2 separate regions of the Mus musculus genome follow, and region 1 is linked to region 2. Evidence: chromatin contacts called from public promoter capture Hi-C data. All regions are on one chromosome and are shown on one strand. The core of a region is the stretch at or near the end of the contact, and the rest is flanking DNA. Distances in the headings are between cores, read along the strand shown.

The links. Promoter capture Hi-C pulls out the DNA fragments that hold promoters and counts their contacts.
Region 1: a promoter capture Hi-C map of trophoblast stem cells shows a contact between it and region 2, with 5 times the contacts expected there. The contact joins the promoter of Mrpl35 here to the enhancer-like site in region 2. A contact is called at or near these places in 13 of 39 promoter capture datasets (the C10 cell line, the HPC-7 cell line, cranial neural crest and 9 more), 3 of 484 Hi-C or Micro-C datasets (the C10 cell line, embryonic stem cells and stem cell-derived motor neurons), 19 of 115 datasets of contacts at active chromatin or transcription factors (the 230-238 cell line, bone marrow-derived dendritic cells, embryonic stem cells and 6 more) and 2 of 9 other capture datasets (adipose tissue and liver).

What each region holds. Positions count from the first base shown.
Region 1 is chr6:71,821,116-71,825,128 of GRCm38.p6, forward strand. It overlaps Mrpl35 (mitochondrial ribosomal protein L35), which reads right to left and starts at 2,669. Exons shown (of 4, transcript NM_025430.3): 1 at 2,601-2,669. The coding sequence starts at 2,643.
Region 2 is chr6:71,287,946-71,292,271 of GRCm38.p6, forward strand. No RefSeq gene overlaps it. Among named protein-coding and RNA genes, the nearest start is that of Gm1070, 3.7 kb to the right of the region's middle. Within about 2 kb of position 1,431, at least 1 of the 459 cell types and tissues checked has an H3K27ac peak or open chromatin away from gene starts, as enhancers often do. A contact at or near this core is called in trophoblast stem cells, where this site is marked.

The sequences.
Region 1 (4,013 bases), core at 1,419-3,918, 530 kb after region 2:
GGTATATGGTAAAGAAAGACTTAAATAAAAAGAATTAAAATAGTTTAAATTTACACATTGAAAATTTATTTTAAAAAATCAAGCATTAGATGTTAAACAATAATTGACCATAAAGATTTATTAACCTGCTCTCAGAAATATGCCACTAGCCTTGGATGACTGCTCCACTGAATATATCCTTTCAGAGTTGTAATGCTTGGATGGTTTCTATTATTAACAATGTTACCTGTTCTGTTTGTGATTCAGAGTTTGCGTGATTTTTGTGCTTTACTGAGCCAAATGATAATGATGGTATTTGTAATTGCTTCACTGAACACATCTAAGAGTTGTAATATTTGGGTTTTTTTTTTTTAATGTATAAAAACCCCTGCCTGAGACCTGCAAAATGCACTCAGATTCAAACTGCCTCTGTGTTTGTTTCTGTTTGTCCCCGCAAAATCCTTACCCACTTAGCTTTCCGGGACCCTCATTCCAGGGACCGCCATACCCGACTGGGGTGGTCTGTGGCAGAAACCCAGGCTCTAAAAGAAGGATTACTCCTGAGAGCAATCTCAGACATGTGCCTGCATGCACACACATGTGTATATGCCCACATATACAAACATTGCCACAAATACAAATATACTAAATTGTATTTCAATGAAGTTAGCTTTAAGAAAAACAAAAAACAAACAAACAAACAAAAAAAAAAAAAAAGGAAAGGCCAAGCCTGGCATGTTGGTAATATGCTAGTAAGTTCCGTGTGCAAGAGGCTAAAGCAGACCAGAGTTCACATCTAGCATGGGCTACAGGAAATGCTATCTCAAAAAGACAGACACCAGCAACAATTTGATCTGGGTGTAGGGTCCTATGCCTGCAACCTCAGCACTCCAGAGACAAGGGCAAGAGAATCCCAAGTACCAGACCGACATGACTATTAATACAGCATGTTCCTGGTTAACCTGGGCTGCATAGTGAGACCTTTCCTCAAAGCAACAACAAAAGCTCTACCAAGTTGCATCTACCTAATCTGATGCAAGACTTAGACCACTCCACTGTCTTCTCTACTGATCTCACCAAACAAATGGGGCAGTGTGGTGAGTAAGGGACAGGTTTGAGCCAGACTAGTATTCATTTCAGCTCCTACTAACGAGTGGTGTGAACAGGAACAACTTCCTTAACCTCTCTATGCTCATTTCCTCAACTTTAAATTAGCTAATTATGGAGAGGATTACATGAGATAATATACTAAAATGATTAAGAGGCCTAAGCTTGAAGAAAACATCGAAACAATGCTAACACCAGATAAAGATGTGCTGAAGAAAAGCAGGTTTGGGAGTCCAAGCACCTAAAATCTCAGCATGTGGAAGCTAAGGAGGACTGAGAGTTTAAGACCAGACTGGGCTCCATAATGAGGCCTTGTCTCATTAAAAAAAAAAAAAAAAAGAATTTAAAGGTTGTGATGGTGGTGGTAGTGGTGGTAGAGGAGGAGGAAGAAGAGTAGGAAGAGGGTTAGAGAGATGGCTTAGCAGTTAAAAGCACCAACTGCTCTTCCAAAGGTCCTGAATTCAATTCCCAGCAACTACATAGTGGCTCACAACCACCTGTAATGGGATCTTCAGGTGTGTCTGAAGAGAGCGACAGTGTACTTACATAAATAAAATTTTTAAATCTTAAAAAAGAAAAGAAGATACAGCAGTCAGAAATCAAAAGGGTTCACACACACACACACTGGAGTAAATAAAAACCAGACATTACACTAGACATATTGTATATAAATTAATGTAAAGTTCAAAACTAGACAAAATATGCTTTTGAGAGATGAAGGTATAGTTGCTCAAGTGGCTATGGGAATAATGACCGGGGCAATGCACGGGGTGGAAAGGGGCTTGGCTTGAACTGGTGTTAGTTACACGTATGTCCCCTAATATAAACTTTTTATATACACATTTCATAACTCACAAAAGTTCCATTTTTAAGCTCTAATACCTGGAAATTTTATATGGTTACTTTTTTCCCTCTTGGTCCTCTGCCTATTTTTCCACAAATGTTATCTCTACAGTATAAGTTGTGTGCAAGTCGCTTACTGATCACCCCTATCATACTTGAGTACTTTTAATTTCCTATCTGGTTCTGCCTTCACTCCTAAAGCCCGCCCCGCTACCATCAGAGGGGTGTACTTCAAAACGAATTTGACCAGGCTCCTGGTAATTACACACGGTTCTCAAGGAGACCAGATACTCGATGCTTTACACACTTGTTTAACCCACAGGTAGGAGGAAGCCCCATTTTACCGCTAGAGAACCAAAATACTCAGAGAAATTATATGACTCTCAAGGTCAAAGTTGAGAGAGGTGGTTGAACCTCTAAATCAGATTTTTTAAAAAAGCGGACTTTTGGGTGTCACCCTCACCTCCTCTACCTCAGTCTCGGGTGTGCTTCCTAGGGCAGGGTGGATCCAGTGAACGCGGGTCATGGGCACTACACTGTGCAAGGTATCGCGCAGCAAACCTCCGACCTCAAGTCATCTTGTTTTTCTTTCCTCGTTAACATCCAAACTAAATTCCCACTCCCTCCCGCGCCGACCCTCTTCTCAGTGAAGCTGTCAATAGAACACTGACCTGAGGCAGCTCTCACGGCGCCCGTGAAGATGGAAGCCGCCATCTTGCAGCCTGCCTACGGTGGCCGCAGTGGACTCAAAGTTACAAAGCAAAAGGATAAGAAACGTGGAGGAGGCGGAACTAAAGGGAACAGGCGTGGCCAAGGTTGAGCTCTTTGAACCTTGCCTTTCTGCCCTAAACCACCGTCTTCTTAATTACTTATTTTGCCTTTATGTTTGGGTTCGCGCACGACCCTGCGTGCTTATGGGGGTTAGAGAAAAACTTGCAGGAGTTGGTACTGTCTAAACTTTTGTTTGTTTGCTTTTGTTTTGTTTGAGACAGGTTTTGGGGGTTTTGTTTGTTTGTTTGTTGTTGTGTGTTTTGTTTTGTTTTGTTTTGTTTTAGATTTATGTATGTAGCCCTGGTTGACCTGGAACTAGCTCTATAGACCTAAGCTGGCCTCGAACTCACAGAGACCCGCTGCTGGGATTAAAAGTGAGAGCTACACTCCTCCCCTATACCCCAACTCAACTTCCCCATTTTTGAGACAAGGTCTTCCAAGATCCCGAAGGTGACTTGGGACTCCTGTACTCCAAGTGACCTTACTGCCAGTATAGATATGATAACAAGGATTACAGGCTCTGCTGCTGAGCCAGCATGGATTGTGTAAAGACACTTAAAACGAAAATAAAAAAGCAAAAATTAAGGTGAAAAGGGAAGAGAAAAGTCCAAAATAACAAGAAAAACAAACACCCCACAAATCTCATTTAGAGAGTGGCGGTTCAATTTTTGGCTTCAGGACTCTTACACTCTATTGAGGAACTAGTAGTGGTGGCTACACCTAGGGTAACAGCTCCATAGCAGGTTGAGGCTTGAAGACCTCAGAAAATTATTGAAAATTCAAAGAGCTTTAACTTATATGGTTATATCTACTGGTATTTGTTATACTAAAACTTAAAATTGGGAAAAATAGGGGGCTGGAGAGATGGCTCAACTTTTAAGAGCACTGACTGCTCTTCCGAAGGTCCTGAGTTCAAATCCCAGCAACCACATGGTTGCTTACAATCATCTGTAATGAAATCTGATGCCCTCTTCTGGGGCTGTCTGAAGACAATTACAGTGTACTTATATATAATAATAAATAAATCTTGAAAAAAAAAAACTCAGTTGTCTTTTTCCTACTGCTGCTACAAAAACTATGACAAACTCAGTGACTTAAATGCCATAAATTCACTATCAGAGTTTTGTAGGCCAGAAATCTAAGATAAATTCCAAGGACTAAAAATCAAGTTATACTAAGGCTGTGATTCTTCTGGAAGCTCTAGAAGAGAAGTCCTTTCTCTTGCTTTTTTCCAGTTTCTAGAAAATGTCTGAAATCCTTGGCTCATGAACACTTTTGTATTTATTTATTTATTTATTTATTTATTGTTTTGC
Region 2 (4,326 bases), core at 181-2,680:
AGGATAGCCAGGGCTAGACAGAGAAACCCTGTCTCAATAAAAAAACAAAACAAAAAGAAAGAAAAATGTCCCAAGCTTTCTTTGTTAGGAGGCAAAATTATGTCTCTGTAGGGTTGTACCTACCAAAACATAAGTGATTAAAAACAAACAAACAAAAAACCCACTATAGGCTAAGCATGGTGGCACACACATTTGATCCCAGCACTCAATAGGCAGCATCTTAGATTTCTGTGATTTCCAGGCCAGGCTAGCCTATGTGGTAAGCTCTGGTATACTCAGGCTATGTAGAAAGACCTTATCTAAGAAAAGAAAGAAGAAAGTAAGCTATAAAGTGGTATTGCTGATAAATATAAATGCAAAAATTTTAAAAAAAAGGTTGCAAATTAAATTGAACAGCATACTTAAATGTACACCATGATCAAGTTGGTTTTGATTAGAAGTGCAAGGATGGTTCAATATACACAAATTAACATAGTACAATTAAATAGAATTTATGATAAGGGAAAATTATGTAATTGAGCATGATGGAGCTAACCCAAAAACTTGTGAGGTAGAGGCAGAGGACCAGAAGAATAAAGTATCTCTGTCTGCTTTCTGGAAAATGGTTCTAGGATGAGTCAGTGGATGACAGATGAACAAGGGGCTAGGTAGGCTTGAGAGTACATATAATTGTGTCACCTGGGTAATGAAGGCAGGAGGATTAGGAGGTCAATGTGAGCTTTGGGTACAGGGTAAATTCAAAGCCAGCTTGGGCTACATGAGACATTTCAAATAAGTAGCAAGTAGTTGTTAAGTATATGCTTATAATCTCAATACTTGGGAGTCTAAGGCAGGAGGAATATGAGTTCTAGTCAAACCTAAGATACACAGCAAGAACATGCCATCTTAAGAAACAGCATTCAAAAATAAGTCTTTTTTTTTAAATGTATCAACAATGAGCAACCAAAAAAGGACGATAATTCTATTCAAAATATCCTTTAAAATAGGAATACATTTGAAAGAAAGTAAAGACCTTTACAATAAAACTTGTAAATAGAGTTGATAAGATGGCCTTGCCAGTAAGGGACTTGCCAATATGCTTGACAACCTGTGTTTGAACCCCTGAACCCATAAGACAGAATGAAAGAATCAATTTCGATAAGTTGTTCTCTGACTTTCAAATGCACACCATAGGGGACACACACACTCACAGAGAAATGTGTGAGGAGAGTTTATTTTTTCCAAAACTGTTTTTATACCATTTTAATTACATGCAAGTAATAAGGTCAATTCTAGGTTAAGGAAATAACACACAATAAATCCAAATAGTTAAGGGATAGGCAAGGCAATAAAAGTCCCATGATCACACCTGTGATCAATGTTACTAAAGGCTTATTAGGATGACCAAGATATCTAAGCCTACTTCCCTGTTCTAGCCCAAAATCAGAATCTTGCCTGAAGCCTACTTCTTTGTTCTAGTCTAAAATTAGACTCCTGCCTGAGCTTACTTCCTTGTCATAGCGAGATGTCAGATTCCTGCCTGACGCCCATTTCCTTGTCATTGGCCAAAGTCGGACTCCTGCCAAGAGGCCCTCAAAGCTCTCCACAGAGATGTAAAAATAAATTTAAAAAATTTTTTTAAAGATTTTATTGGGCTGGCGAGATGGCTCAGCGGGTAACAGCACTGACTGCTCTTCCGAAGGTCCTGAGTTCAAATCCCAGCAACCACATGGTGGTGGCACACAACCACCCTTAATGAGATCTGATGCCCTCTTCCGGTGCGTTTGAAGTCAGCTACAGTGTACTTACGTATAATAAATAAATAAATCTTTTTAAAAAAAAAAAAACAATCAGTGCTCTTAACCGTTGAGCCATCTCTCCAGCCCATAAAGATAAGTTCTAATAAAAAAAAAAACCAAAAAAAAAAACCAAAAAAAAAAAAAAAAGGCCCGGGCAGTGGTGGCACACACCTTTAATCCCAGTGCTTGGGAGGCAGAGGCAGGCAGATTTTTGAGTTCGAGGCCAGCCTGGTCTACAGAGTAAGTTCCAGGACAGCTAGGGCTACACAGAGAAACCCTGTCTCAAAAAAAAAAAAAAAAAAAAAAAAAAAAAGAGGGCTGGTAAGATGGCTCAGTGGGTAAGAGCACCCGACTGCTCTTCCGAAGGTCCAAAGTTCAAATTCCAGCAACCACATGGTGGCTCACAACCATCCATAATGAGAACTGACTCCCTCTTCTCGGGTGTCTGAAGACAGCTACAGTGTACTTACATATAATAAAAATAAATAAAAGAAAGAAAGAAAGAAAGAAAGAAAGAGAGAGAGAGAGAGAGAGAGAGAGAGAAAAAAAAACCCACTAGGTTAGGATTTTTTCTACTGTGAACAGATACCATGACCAAGGCAACTCTTATAATAACAATATTTAATTTGGGCTAGCTTATAGATTCAGTCCATTATCATCAAAGTAGGAGCATGGCAGCATCCAGGCAGGCATGGTGTAGGAGGAGCTCTGGCATCTCTAACATCTTAGGGTATCCAAGGAAACTTGAATGCTACAGCTTCTTATTCCAATAATTGGAATCCACACATGATTATCTGAGCTCCTTCACAGGTCTTGGGTCACTTCTCCAGCTCTGCCATCTGTAGGACTCTAAGCACTGGTTGACTCCACTCTACTGCTGTTGCTGATCTTGGTGGTCATCACATGGTACTGGCATTTCCAATAGGCTTCCAGGTCTCTTCTGCTGCAACTATGCTTCATCAATATCCTCTCATAGGCTCCCTTCATGGTGCCAAGCCTCAAGCATGACTCCTTCAGTCCTAGACCATCAATTGTAACTGAGGCTACACCACCGTGCCAAGACTCAGCTGCATTCTATGACCCCTCATGCCTTCCAAACCACTACCTGGGTGATTCTTACACATTACCAAGCCTGGCTGAAGCAAAAGGTACAACCTTAGCTATCTCTGGAACACACTCTCAGAAAATACTTCCTAGAAGATTTCACCTCAGGAATCCTGGTCTCTTCTTAATCACCACTAATTTCTTAGCTCCAGCTAGTCAGTATCAATTGTCCCAGTAGTCCCTTCTATTCTTGACTCTAAAGCCAGAGCCACGTGACCAAAGCTGCCAAGTTTTGCTGCTTGCTAGAGCTGGAGCATGACCCCCTTGTTCTATTACATTATCACCAGCTTTCTGTTTTCCAATTCCTTCACTGCCTAAGCTTCACTGTCCTGAAACTTGCTCTGTAGATTGACCTTGAACTCAGATCTGCATGGCTGTATCTATCTCCTAAATGCTAGGATTAAAGGCTTGTACCATCATCCTTGGATTTAAGACTTTGTATCAGGCTGGGTTTGAACTCATTGGACCTACTTGCCTCTGTCTTCTGGGATTAAAGGCATGTGCTACCATGCCTGAACCTAAGCTTTTCAAGGCCACTATGCTTCAAGATCTAGATCAAAAGTTTGTGTCATCCCACGCATCAAGATCTGGGTAAAAAGCCTGTGTCTTCTGGCCTCATAATATGGATCTAGGTGTGCCCTCCATTTCTAGAATGAATGTAGTTCATTCCAGATGTAGTCAAGTTGGCGACCAGGAATAGCCGTCACAGTGACCCCTGCATATTATCTGACTTCTACAAGCACACTGTGGTATCTGTGCACTCTCATTCTCACACAAGTAAATATAATAAACTTTAAATATTATTTTTAATTTCTGAAATTTTATTAAATAGAAGTTGAAAAAATTCACCAGACACAAACACTATAAACTCATAAACTTCTATATAACTGGCGTAGCCATTTGGAACAGAAGCTTTGCAAGATCACAATAGAATTTATACTTTCACAATCAAATATATTTTTATACACTTATCCTCCATCAAAAGCAACAACAAAAAGATCACAGTAGAGTTAGAACTAGAAAAACAACTACCCTTATATCCTCTTTTGTAACTTGTGTCTTACTACCTGAATTCAGTATTTTTTTTTCTTCAAAGAAACAAAAAGAAAGATAACTTGAAAACCCAAGGACTATTACAAAAAAGGAAAGGGGATGAGTGAAGAGCAAAAGTGGGGAGTTCCAAAAGGGGGATATTGCCATGCAGGGACAGCAGCAAGGGGCCAGAGACATGGGCTATGTGTGAATTCATGGAAGACAGAAGAACTCCAGAGTCGAGTTCATTAGCTGTACTGTGGGACAGTCACAGTGGAGAAAAGAGCTGCTTTTGGTAGACTGGGAGGGGGACTCTAGACTGGTCAGTGTTTCAGTGTCACCATGTCCTGGAATAGTTGCAGTTGAGTTTTACTGTGGCTAGCAGTAGTCTATCCCCGAGGCAATGACAGTC